Linked DNA regions of Gasterosteus aculeatus: region 2 is linked to region 1. The links are chromatin contacts, called in public Hi-C maps. All regions are on one chromosome and are shown on one strand. The core of a region is the stretch at or near the end of the contact, and the rest is flanking DNA. Distances in the headings are between cores, read along the strand shown. Region 1 overlaps zbtb16a (zinc finger and BTB domain containing 16a). Region 2 holds the start of zbtb16a (zinc finger and BTB domain containing 16a).

Region 1 (6,711 bases), core at 2,880-5,379:
CCATGAAATTACACTTTTAGAAAAAGATGAAGCACAAATTCTCTCCGTCTGGTAATGATAAATTCTGCTGAAACTCAAGTATGTATTTGAAACCTGCGTCTGCATCAAGTCGATACGTTTGGATTGTAACATACCAGTTAGTCACTGAGTGTAGTGTCATCTCCTGCAGCTCTAACGTCGGCAAAGATGAAACTTTAATGATCTTTGTTCCACAGGCAGCAAATGTGACAAGGGGGGAGGGGGGGCGGGACCCTTTCTATTTTTTTTTTCAGCCTGGTCTAGGTTTTGATGTTCAAGGAGCAGATTTATGCCACCAAACTGATGGAAACATCATGGATATTACATAGGGTGTTACGCAACATTTTGCAGGCTTGTGCAAGCCTCAGAGTGGGTGACAGTTTGACAGAAACATCTGTATTGACGCTGTACGCTGCCTTCATGCCGGCTGCGCCCGACTTGCCTTTGCACTCTTTGTCTTGCAGTTTAACCCACAGAAATGTGTGTCGCATATTTAGAGGAAGCACCATTGAGCAAAAGGCTCTTTTGGAAACTTCCATTGACATGCAACTCTCTTTTAAACCAGTTAATCAAGCAAACTGGTTATGTGTCAACATGTACTGTGAGGTGCGTCGTCATACCAAATCATATCATTGAACTTGCCTATCGGACGATACCAAGTACCAACCTGATAGGATGACTGGATGTGGGATCCATGCATAGACTTTGATTGATTCGATTGATTTTTTTAGGGGCTGTAGGGCTGTTAAAATCTGCTGGTTTATCCCAAATCCCATCAATTAACTTTCGAAAAAAAGTCCTCAAAACCGAAATAAAATTATGACGAGATGAGAACCTAGATCCTGAATCCTGCCAAAGAAGAAGAAGAAGAAGAAAACATCGCAACTGGATTCCACTAAGTTTGCACAAATATCGTGTAACCACAGTCATCATCCGATCAAACTCTACACGAGTGGTGCAGACAAACTGTCTGGCAGATAGTCAAATAGTTTCAAATCAATACCCCCCTATCTCAGGGAGGCTGGGTGGGGGGGGGGCATCCAAAAAGCCTTTTCACCCCCGGATTGAAGTGCTTTCCCTCTGACCAGCCGTGAAATACTTAGTATTCCACGGCCACTTGCTTGTTTTCAACAGTTATAACACAACATCCATGCTTTGCTTTTATGTCGCACCTCCCGGTGGAATTAGTAGCAAGAAAGCGATCCTTGTGAGTCCTGGCTACTTCCAGATGGCTTTGGAAGTGCTTTTATCTTCTCCCTCTGCCTCGCTCGCTCTGTCTCCTTTCACTTGCATCCCCCCCGCACATGAAAGTGCCGTCGGCAGATCTTTGCTTAGCCGGGTTCATTCTCTCTTCATCCGAAAATATAAAAGTTTCAAAGAGCGTTTCACGAGGGAGCTCCTCCATAAATGGGATTCATAGCTTTCTAATCGGCGCTGCGAAATTGATCTAAAAACTTTCCCAGAGCTATTGGCCAAGTTACATAATGCAATAAAAGGTTGAGCCTGAGAGAATATTTACTTTTATTACCATTTGTGTCACAAACAATCCGTCCCACTCTGTTTTCCCACTTGGGATTGTGTTACAGAAACCAGATCCTTTAGGAAAGAAAAGCCAGACTGACATTTCATTGAAATAACAAACATCGTTTGGAATGCCAGAGCGGAACGAACCGCCAAAAGCATCCAGTCAAAGTCTTATTTCACTAAATAACAAGAGCAGGCAACCTAAAGATCGCGCTGTACCAGGAGAATAAAATGACGCGTGTAATCAATAACTACCCACTCACCTGACACAATAAGCATTTTGCATTGAAGCCCTATGGACCCGGGCCAATAATCTGACAGTGAAGCTGTTGGTTGGGACACTGAAGCAAAGGCCTGTGCTCACGTACAACCGCACTGCGCACACACACACGCTACACACTGTCTACACACAACAAAAGAGCCGTCAAATGGGAACGGCTGACTTCCATTCCTGCCCATGTCAGTGCATACCTGTGGCTCATTACAGGAGGGGCAGTGAAACATCCAATAGCGTGATGCATCGTTACATCGTTACCGGAACAATGTTTTAGTGTTGGAGCAAGAGGGAGGGAGAACCGGGAGGCTTTTTCTCAAGCAGGAAAAGTGGTTTTACTTTCTCCTGCATGACAATTCACAAGGAGGATTGTCACAGCACGCTGTGATTTTACGTGGCGGCTACGTGCTACGTTTTAACCCTCAAGACACCCTCCGCAACTGTACAGCTGCTATGAAAAGGACGGGATGTAGATGGACCGACTGGCGCCTTAACTCACCGAAGGAACCGATCCCCCCTCCACCACCAAGCATCCACTTCCAACCAAAAACTACACCAAACAAAGTTATGTGACAGTTTGGTTTCAATCCAATAATCCCGTTCCAACCGCAATCCTGGAAGGAATGCATTTAAAATAAAGTTTCACTGTTTTTTTTTCCCAAGAGGGTGTAGCAAAAGTATGTCGGGAATTGGGTGAAGTAAACAAACCTCATGTGATATTTCTGATAAAAGGTTAATGAAGGTGTAACTGGTCCCATTCCAACAGGTACAGCATATAAAACAGCACACAATGACTGGAGCAGGTGACCACGTTTTGGAATTTCATTTTTCTTCCACATTTATGCTCTTTTGCGGATCCATTTCCAAGGCCACACTGAGCATTCAGAGCCCTGCAGAAATTTATTGCGTCCAACCAACTCTGTCGTGGCACCTGAGAGGTGTTGGTTGTGTCATTACGGTCCTTCAAACACTGCGTGTAAAGCAGCTCTGTGTTATTCTGCAAGTCAGATAAATGTCGCACCAGCTAGTTTCTGCACTGCGTGTGTGTGTGTGTGTGTGTGTGCACGTAGCTTTTAGAGTTGAGCTCAAAACGGGGGTGCACACACACACACACACACACACACACACACACACACACACACACACACACACACACACACACACACACACACACACACACACACACACACACACACACACACACACACGCACGATGCAACACAAATCCATACTAGCCACAGGCTCCTCTCCAATCTATTTTCTGCTCAGCTGGTTTTAAATGAAGTTATTATGACTCATTAAAATGCCCACAAGCTTGTGGAAGTCGGCCAATTACGATTTAAATTTAGCCTCCCGCTCTCACAACCTTATCTCCCCCCCCCCCCTGTACTACCCACCTCATCACAGCCGCTGCTTTATTTCCCCTTTATTTCGGGAGGAGGGGGGATGTTTGCAATGCATTGAGAAACTCTGTCTCGTGGACACACACAAACTTCAAGTGGCAAAAAGTGCGATGGAGAACTTCCGTGATGCACGTGAATATCTAGTGCGATTATATATTAAAAGGAAAGCAGAGAACAACAACCCAACTCAAATGTGCTCTCCAGACACACATGGCAGCACCTCCTCTGAATGTGGTCAACACCACTAATTGCTATACAGAACACTGCACAACTGGACCTTGCCAGCACCCACACTCACACGCACGCTTTTCAGTCTTTTAATAAGCTCAGCTCTTCCTCGGTAAACTGAGGTTTCCTTTTTATTTCTCAAAAAGCCCAACCACACCGGGGAGTATTTGGAGAAACATGTCCTAGTTTGTTTCTGTCCTGCATTAAAAGGCCAGATGAGTGTCACGGTCACATTTATACGCCTTTATACGATTTTAAACACAACTAGTGTTTTGGAGACGATAAAAAAAGGAGAGATTTCTTAGCAGGGGGATACGGTTAGAATCGCGGGGATGATGACGCTTGCCGATTACCTGAAACAAAGACTTGTTGTTGTGCCCGGTTCAGCTGCATGGAGGATTCACGACCATCTATGCTCATGAGTCATTTAGTTGAAAAAAATAAACATTACAAACAAATGTCTGCAGCAAAAAGCATCTTTTCACGTCCTTTCAAGTTAATGGAGAGTGTGCGTGTGTGTTTGATTCATGTGTACACGTTTGTTCAGTATCATTCAAGTTTCCAGTAGAGCAAATTAATTGGCAGCCTTTTGCAATAATTGACTTTCCCCACAAACACACACACACACACACCTACTCAGTCACATGCATCAAGTACACACAGCGAGCACTCACAGCGCCTCGCTCTCTGCCACATACACACACATGCTGCTCGCTGACAACAAAGCTGCAGGGAGGAGGGAGGGATGATGAAGCGAATCCAAAATTCAATCGACTGTGTTCTTGTTTTGAGCAGAAGGCACAAAGTGTACTGTACAGTGAGAGGCCATAAAACTCTCACTCCGACAAAAAAAGAAAAAAACAGCCTTTGGTAGACACACAGACGTTGCAGCAATCACCCTCCATCAAAACACTTTGTCTCGCATACAAAAATAAGACTTGGCATCAGAGCGGAATACCAAATCAGGCCCATTAAGGGAGCACAGGGGCACTCGCTACTTAGCAACCGAAAGGATTCAAAGCTGCAATATCCCTGTAATAAAAGCAACAAGATCAAGTCCTCGGGTTTTTTCTCCTAGTCTGAAAATAGAGAGGGTTAAAGGGTCAGCTTAGAGTTTCTTTGTCCAACTTCTTGATTGACAGGCTTTAAGAGCAGGCGATACCGCAGTAATTTGATTACAAACTAATCTGTGGGAGTTTTTTTTTTTTTTTTGACATAAAGGTGATTACTGGTGGGATTATGTTATTAGCTCTATTTCGTGGATTTCTCACTTCAGCACCTTTTGGCTCGCCCGAACTATTCTAAATACGGTAGTGTTTCCTTAATGTCGACGAATAGTAGCAGTCAAACGTTTTGGACACTTGTTCTCATTGAATGAGTCCACACCTCCCCATAAAAAAAGGGTAGAAGTAGAAGATCCGCCATTACCTCGGCCTTCCTTTCTTACTCTGAACCAAAACCCGGCGGCATAATGTATATAAGGAGTTGGATTTTAGGGTGAAAAAGAGGCAGCAAAACAGCCTCGGCATCTTTTATTGTGTTTATTTTCGACATGCTGCTCTGCTACTACTTCCACCGGCGTAGACTATATCCCCCCCATTCAAAACTGTGGCTTGTTGCAAAAGACATGGTTTGTTATTTGTAAAAAAAAAAAGTAGGTTTGGCAAACACAGCTCCAGTGAGCCTGGATGTGAATATTTCAAAGCCCATTAGATTTGTGTTTATCTTGTGCATACACAGCCAAAGTCCTTGTTAACTGCCGCCCTGCCGGCTTGCGTAACTCAACGCAATCGCTTGTATTGGGCTTCTTAAATCTCCTTTCAGAAGAAAAACGTTCCTGCATTCTAAAGATAAATGGCTGGACAGACGGACGAGCCAGCCAGCCGGCCTCACCTTAAAAAAAAAAAAAAGAGCCTCACAATACATCAGCTCCTTTTTAATCTCATCTAAACGGCAAACCCTGACTTGTCACTCGTATTACTCAGTGAGACGTTCACTGCTGGCGACGGATCTTTCAGCGGGGCAAATACCTACGTGGCCTCCAGCAAAAGCAGTCACCGCTACATCGGGCAGAACCGCGCCGAGCAAAAATGACGTTTAACGCGAGCGGCCATCGAGACAGAGTGGGCCTCCAGACGCCGGGACGTGGGCCCGGAGGCGGCGGCGGCGGCGCGCGGCTCTCCGGCTATTTTTACGCTCTATTCCTTTAAGAACGCTGCTTTTTCCGAGAAGCCCGAGGCACAGGTACACCGCGTTCTGGCAAAGAGGGGCAGCTGTTCAGAGTAACGCGTTTCCAACGAAGTCACATTTGCTCAGGGCAGCGGCCTAACAAGCGCCCCCCCCCCCCCCCCCCCCCCCCCCCGCCCCCCCTCCCATCTCATCCCACCTTGCTCCCGTCTCTGGTAGGGAAATAAAAAACATCAGCCTGACAGCGATGGCTGATGCAACAGTATTACAAGTTGACCCCCCCCCCCACCCGCGCTGTGTCACCTCTAACTCGACTTGTCCTGTCCCCGATTTGCCCCCCCCCCCTCCGGTGTAACGTAACCCGGTTGAGATTTGTCCAGCTGCATAATCCCAGCGCTGCTTGGAGCAGTAAATCAACAGGTCAGGGGAAGTATTACAGGAGGCGCGCAGGGGGGGGGGGGCTTTAGGTTGCAGGGAGGGAGTGATGTTATGGTACTGAAGCGTGAGCTACTGCTGTTTATCCACTCCATCTGTCACTCGGTGTTAATGTACGGAAACAGCGGACACATGCCGTGTGCGTGTGAGCGTGCTCTTGCATGACAGAGATCAGCTGTGGTAAAAAACAAATATACACGTTTACCACTTGGGGGGACATACTTTTATTTATTTTCCTACCACTTGCTTTTATTATCCCGTCCCTCCCCCCCTGCCACCCCTCCCTGCATGAGTCTTCGGCCTTCCTTCTCCCTCATACATGCACACACACACACACACACACACACATTTAGGAATGTGTGGCCTGGAAGGCAGTCAAGTTTCATTAATTTCTGGGTTTGGGTACAGTACAGCGTGTTCCTGGACTCACATCTGCGAGCGATCATAAATGCTGGAATGCTGGCAGAACATCCAGACCTGCCGGCACAAATATGTCGTCATCGCTGTGAGGGAAGAGCCGGCGCGACGCCAGAACAGCCGAGCAGCCGACGGCCAAACAAACGCCACGGAGATGGAAATGCAGACAAAGAGCAATTGGAAGGCGGGCCCTCCCGCCTCGCTGCGTTCACATCCAAATTCTTT
Region 2 (6,711 bases), core at 2,860-5,359, 54 kb after region 1:
CGTTAAGGTTGACCTCCGTGTCATTGTCATCGGAGGACTGGATGGTTTCCAGTATCTTGAGGCATTGCTCTTCCAGGTATTCAATCTCCAGGATCTCTGCTGCATACAGCAGGTCATCCAAGTCCTCCACCTTGGCCTGGAGCGTGGCAGTGTAAGCGTACTCCAAAATCTGCTGAAAAGTCTTTGGTGAGAGAAAGTCCAGGGTGTAATGCTGACTGCTGCGATGAAAGAGGATCTCAAACATTTTGCTTGTGCAGGCGAGCACAGTCCGGTGAGCGTGGAACTCCTGGTTGTCTACCATGATGACCACATCACACAGGGTCCCGGCCAGGCGCATCTGGTTGGCCTTCTGCAGCAGGGCAGTGGGGTGGTTGGGGTTTTGGAGCTGTATCATACCCATTTTAGACAAATCCATTATACCGATGCAATCCACGAGGCCGACTCATGAGGCTGGCCTTCCCCGTTCAGCAGTGTTTTTAGCCAACTTTGTGAACAAGACGAAACCTGGAGAAAAAAAACAGAATGAAAAAGAAAAAAAAAAATCAGTTGTGTTAAATTCTGAAGCAAAAGTAAAAATGTTGTGCAGGAAAAATCCCCAAGTATTTAAGCTCTTAACTCCAAGAACAGCATCACTATTCTTTTCCAAAGATTTAAAGAATTCATGTTAATTGTATATTAAATGCCATAAATGCACGATCATTGACAGTCGTCCTTCACAAACGCATATAAAAAACAAATTCGGTATTTTAACATCTTATAAAATAAGAGATGTCATGAGGTTGTCAAATGTATTTCATGTACACCGCTATTCATTTTGAGAGAGAGAAGTCAGTGGGAGTTTCAAACTGCAAACATCCTGCAGGCAGGGTAAACACAAATCAGCGGAGAGCATCGACTCTAGACTTCAGAAGAGACAATTTGTGAGCCGTCCGACGGGCTCCCCCTGCATACCAATCAGTCCAACATATGTTACGTTAAAAAGAGCTCTTCATTTGGTTATCTGACAGAGATGAAAACACAGTTAAACAAGTGTGAGCTGTGGTTTTTCCACTGCTGCCTTTCCTCACAAAGCCCATCAGTGGCCTTTCTGAAATCAAACAGCATCTTACTCAGTATTCCCGTCACAGACGGGAGCAGAGAGCGGCGGCCAGAAATGGATGGAAAGGAAAGCAAAGCAGAACCGGGCGGAAGAAAACAACACTGTAGCACCGCACGCCCTGGTCTGCTTTCACTCACTGATGTTGAATATCCAAATTAATGAGGGCATCGCTCTAGTATGCAAGCTAACAGGGCAACATGTTGCTTCACCTCATTTCCGCAGCGGACTCAGAGCAACACCAAAAAAAAGCACAAAAAGGGATCAAATGATATCCCCTAACCGCTATGTACTTGAAATGAATGACTCCTCCGTGACTCCCATGTTAACATGATCAGTGAGACATGCGCTGAAACAATTATCACTTCAATGTGGCAATGAATTAAACAGTCTTGCCACTACATGTGCATTGAATGACAGGCAGAATGTCTTCCAGCCAAGTGTCTCCATTGAACCACATCCTGGACGAGTTAGTTTGTGTCCAATGATCCACTCAATTTATTCAGCATGAGACACATTTTCAAAGCTGTGGCAATATTTTTTAATTTTCAAAAAGCCTGAAATTAGTTCAGGCTATTTTTTTTAAACGGCTTTAAAATACCCAAAATCCAGGGAATACAAAGATAAGTTAGTGAACAATACTAACTCGCAGACAAAAAGGAGAGGAAATGTCACCAGCCTTCTAGCAACACCACACAGTCTCCTTTTTTTTTTTAAAGTAAATCTAATTCCCAGATATGCAATCTCTAAAGCCTATATGCCCGCATGCAGGAGGTGAATGAAGCTGGCAGCTGTCGTTTGTGCTGAAGGCTCGTGGTAAATGCACAGCATGGCCCGCTTTGGGTTCATTTTATTTCGGGCACATTGATGCAATCTATTTAGAAGATTAAAACCACAAGTTCTCATCCAGCGGAGCTCCAGCCTCTCAAATCAACAGAGGTCACGTTTAACCCCCGACATTATCTTTATTACAGGTGTGCCAATAGCGCCGGTTTACGGCCCCGTAAAAGACCGATGCTTGTTGCGCACTTGTGGGCACAAGCCGGGGCTCCTGCGCCCTGCGGGACACGAGGCGAACTTCCTGTTTGGGGACTTTATCGCGTCTGTATTTACAAACGGGACGTGCGTCTAGACAGCGCGAACACCCCCCCCAGACGCACCAGAGCAATTACACAGCGCGTTATGCATTATGCAAAACGCCAACTACATTCAGCCGCGAGGGCTCGAGCCCAACGCGGGCCGCTGACAACAACCGCCTGGCGCCGACTTCAACGGAAAGGCTCCACAATCAATCTGGTCACGAGTCGTCTGCCACGGCGCGCACGAGCAGCGCGCAATATTCCACACTGACACGCGCAAATGTGGGGGACAGCAAAATGCTACAGCATCGTTAACCAGACGGGGGGGGGGGGAGACATTGAGCGTGCTAAAAGTGCACGCGAGACGGACAGCTGGGACAATCTCACGCCGATTGAAGGCAGCTCTCCTCAGACCGGCGCACAGGTGGACTTTGTTTGTGACCAAATGAAAACACGCTAAAGGGGAACATTGACAGCTGATGAGGGGGGGGGGGGGGGGGAGAAATGAGAGAGAGAGCGAGCGATGCCTGAAGGGTGAAGAGGGGAGGACAAAAAAGGAGAGTGACACAGAGAGCGAGATCAGACAGTCTCGATAACAAATCAATTTGCCATTGCTTCGGTTACCAGCTCCCGCCCCCCACACACACCTCGCGCCGCGCGCGCGCTCCTGCGAATCGATTATCGGTCACCAATCACACGTCTTTAGCTGCCCGTCAATCAGCTGAAGATTTGGGTTCGTTTCGAGTAAAAAAAAAAACGACCAGTGTGCCCAGTCCTCTGCGTGATGTCATCACGGCCAAATGAGCCACACTGGTGCAACTGGAGACACGAGGACGGGCAACAGTGTCGCTGTTTAAAAATACATCTAGAAAAAAAAAAAAAAAAAGATCACAATACCCCTCAAAACGAGCCAACGCGATTTCTCCAGTAAAGTCACATGGAGCGGGGCGTCATGTGTTGTCTGTCTCCCGTTGGAACTGCCCAGACCTCACGTCCTCCAGCCGCGATCCCCGGCATACTAAACCCACCGCGGTGTGTGTGAGTGTGTGTGTGAGTGGGGTGTGTGGTGGTGGTGAGGGGCGTACGTCAACCTTAACATCTCTACAATAGATACCGTGTGTTAATGCAAACTTCAACACCTTCGCGGGCGCAATCAGGGGAAACACTTGTTTTCCATGCAGCGCCCCGCCGGTGCGCAGGTTCCAACTCGCGTGCCGAAGTCGCGTTCGGCTGTTAACTTCAGCGTGAGGTCGAACGGGGAGAAGCAACAAGAAGAGGAAGGAGGAAAAAAAGAAAAAGGAAGAAAAAAAAACGATCCCCGGCGCAATAAACGCATCCAAATATCCACATGGTGAATGAAAGTACACAGAGAGAAAACAGCGGCACGCGCGTGCGGAGTCGCGGCTCCGGGCACTTGTCGCCGCGGAAACTGCAGCCCGCGTTTCGCCCGGATTCGGTACTCACCCAAGTTGCACGTTTAATGATTCCGTACAGTGCAGGAGGAGCAGGAGGAGGAGGAGGAGGGAAGGAGGGAGCGCGGCTACAGCATCGTGAAGGCGGCTCGCAGTGGCCGCTCTCTCAACGCGCACTAACTCCTTTCTCTTCCCTCGCCTGAGCAAATCAACATCAGCGCTGACGTCAACGCAGCCAGACGAGCAGCAGGCCGGTCCAGCCACACGCGCAAACACACGCACACACACACACACACGCGCGCGCGCGCGCTGAACACTGAGAGAAGTGAGACACCTAGGGGGCTGTCTCGCGTCAAACGGCTGCGTTACAGTGCGCCGAACGACAGGCAGGGCGACGCCTTCCAGGTGTGACGGGATGCGCTCGCGGCCCGCAGGTGGAGCTCAAACTCCCGCCGGGGAGGGTTCGGCGGCCATGTGGGGGAAGAGTCTCCCCCCCCTCTCTCTCTCTCTCTTTCTGTCCTCCCTCCAATCGTTCAATGAAAGTCGACTTGGTCCGTGTTTGGGGCAGCAGAGGACGGCAAAGGTGAACGCGAGGCGCGCTGAGACGTCCCGCGTGATGAGACTGACGCAAGCATGTTTTATTGATCAAAACTGTTAAATTATCGTAATGCCAAAAGAGAGAAAACACCACACCAAGTTCTTGCGTCTCAACAGGTTCGAATCGGCCGCCTCGAGATGCTACAAGTGTTCACAATGATGTATTAAAGCTGAAGGAACCAAAGTCACCCCGGAAATGTGTAATGGTTTAATAATATCATTTTATAAAAGATCTAGTATTAAGTATTCTTCTTTTACTAATCAAACTATTATATATCAATATAAACGTTACATATTCAATTAGACATTATGCAAAAGAAAGACAAAAACCTCAGAGAGCAGATTCGATGTGTACATTTAACTTTTGATATATCGTACATGCGTGTCGTTCGTCAAACAAACGCACAATGTTCATATACCAAAGGTTAAAAGGATGCATATTTTTCATTCCTTAGTGTCAATTGTGTGTGAACTAGATTACAAGCAAAAAAGCACACAAAGAAATAAAATTAATTATAATGCAATTGATTTAAAAGATTTAAAAAAAAAACTTGCAGGAGCGGTCTGCTTTTAAGATACTGACACTAATTTGAAGAAAGGCCATGAAACTAAATAAACTGCACATGGGAACCAGTGGCCCCTTTTTTCTTATGCGGTAAAAAGATGTCGTCGATGATCGATATGGTGAACGACTCTCAGGCGAATGCTTTCGCGGTGCATTAAGAGGCCTTAATTGTTTCTTAGCATAGCAATCATTTTTCTGTTGCTTTGTTTCTGCTGCGCAGTGGATGGTACACCTCATTATAGTTTGGCCTGACATACCTCCTGGAGTCTTTTATGGTAAAAGCATACTTTAGAGCTTCTCTGAAAGGAAACTTGATTGATACTTTTGTCTTAATGACGATTACTGACTGGGAGCCATCTCGTACTGATGGTTTCATTTCACAATATTTTATTCCTATTGATGTTATTTCTTTAAGTGCTCCTGGAAAACTCTTACTTTGTCTTTGTTTGCAAAGTCTGAAATATAAATTATTCTGCATTTAAGCACTTTGTTTGTCTCGGTTTGATTGTAAAATCATGGCTGAAGCAGGAGAAGGAAGAGGAGAATATCACCACAATGTGTGTGTGCATTTCTGTCTTGTTTGTACAGACATGCATGCTCGCTTTTGACTTTGTTTTTAAATCTTTTTGTGAAGCCCATCAAAGATTTTGACACACTGGCACAAACCTTTTTTGTCTTCTAGAAGATGCATCCTAATGATTTCTTTGATCCCTCGCTTTAGTATTAAGCCACCAGCGGGTTGACATATGCCTGCTCGTATAGAAATAACAGATTGGATATTTTATATGATATTTACTTATTAAAATGAAACGTACCTACCACTGACTGACTGGAAATAAAACAGCAGGTAAAGCACATCCAACAACTGAGGGTTGCAGAGCACCTTACGTGAGGAGCCTTGCCAAATGGTGCAAGGACGACCTGTTCAACCCAGCCGCAGTAAGACCCTCGAGCTGGGATGGAGTCATCGTCCAGGAGGACGAGTTCAGTCACCTCGCAGCCGGAGGCTCACATCAACACTCCACAGACTATGAGGCTGATCAAATAGAAGCAACGGACAAGTCGGGCCTGAGCAGCCCATCTGAGGGAGGCCGTCCGGTGTCTGCAACGCGTCACTCAGTGGCTTCCGTCAATCAGCAGCGGACGACGGCACACTGTGGTTTGCGGCGGTGCGCTGAGGGGGAAGGATTAGCATTATCACCAATATTAACCGATAACAAAAGGTGTCTCGTAGCCAAAGAGTGAGGCTTGGTCAACGGTGTTAAAGAGTTGCAAACAACAACCAATGAGAGTCAAATGCTTTGGCATGGCATGACACAGCGGTTCAGTCTTATTTGAAGGTCTTCGTGGCCGCAGGCAAACTTCTCTGAAAAATCTGCTCTGACACGGACATTAACGTTTGCATTGGTTTTCTGGATTCGAGGCATTCCGTATTTAAATCTCTGGACTTGTTAGTTTCCCAGAGGCAGAAGTGGCTCATGCGCCACTTTGTGGACTAGTAGCTCTCAGTATGCTTTAAAATCGTACTTATTTTAGTCAGAAGTTGTTTGCAAGAAACCAAACTGTTTTGGGTTTGTTTTAAAAATAAACTGTAAAAATGACATCATCGAAAATACAAAGACAGGTAAGAGACACCTCATTCTTGGACATCATCGGGGAGGTAGGATCCGTCCTGGACAGGTGTAAAGACGTGTAGCTTTAGATGTGGTCAGACCACACGACATATGACCTGGTTCCTTTGAAGCATACGGAGACCTTTTGCTCCTGCCGATGGCACTTTTCCCAGGAATATGTTTTTCACCTCTCTACAGGTGTAATGGTTCAAATGTCTAGGTACGGCTCAAATAGTGCTATTTGTGTTATTTGTTTAGGCAGTTTCATGTCGGTTCTTTGTATCGTTTGTTTGATTTCATCCGTCGTTATGAATGTAGAGTTTGTATTTGTACACGATGTATAAAGATA

What was found. Hi-C and Micro-C count contacts between places; a contact is called where the count stands out from the background.
Region 2: a Hi-C map of skeletal muscle shows a contact between it and region 1, with 10 times the contacts expected there. The contact joins the promoter of zbtb16a here to the enhancer-like site in region 1. A contact is called at or near these places in 2 of 6 Hi-C or Micro-C datasets (skeletal muscle and whole body).

The regions. Positions count from the first base shown.
Region 1 is chr7:28,107,017-28,113,727 of fGasAcu3.hap1.1, forward strand. All of the region lies in intron 3 of zbtb16a (zinc finger and BTB domain containing 16a), which reads right to left. Among protein-coding and RNA genes, the nearest start is that of zbtb16a, 55 kb to the right of the region's middle. Within about 2 kb of position 4,130, at least 7 of the 9 cell types and tissues checked have open chromatin away from gene starts, as enhancers often do.
Region 2 is chr7:28,161,117-28,167,827 of fGasAcu3.hap1.1, forward strand. zbtb16a (zinc finger and BTB domain containing 16a) reads right to left here and starts at 4,110. Exons shown (of 7, transcript XM_040181271.2): 1 at 3,640-4,110; 2 at 1-504. The coding sequence starts at 415.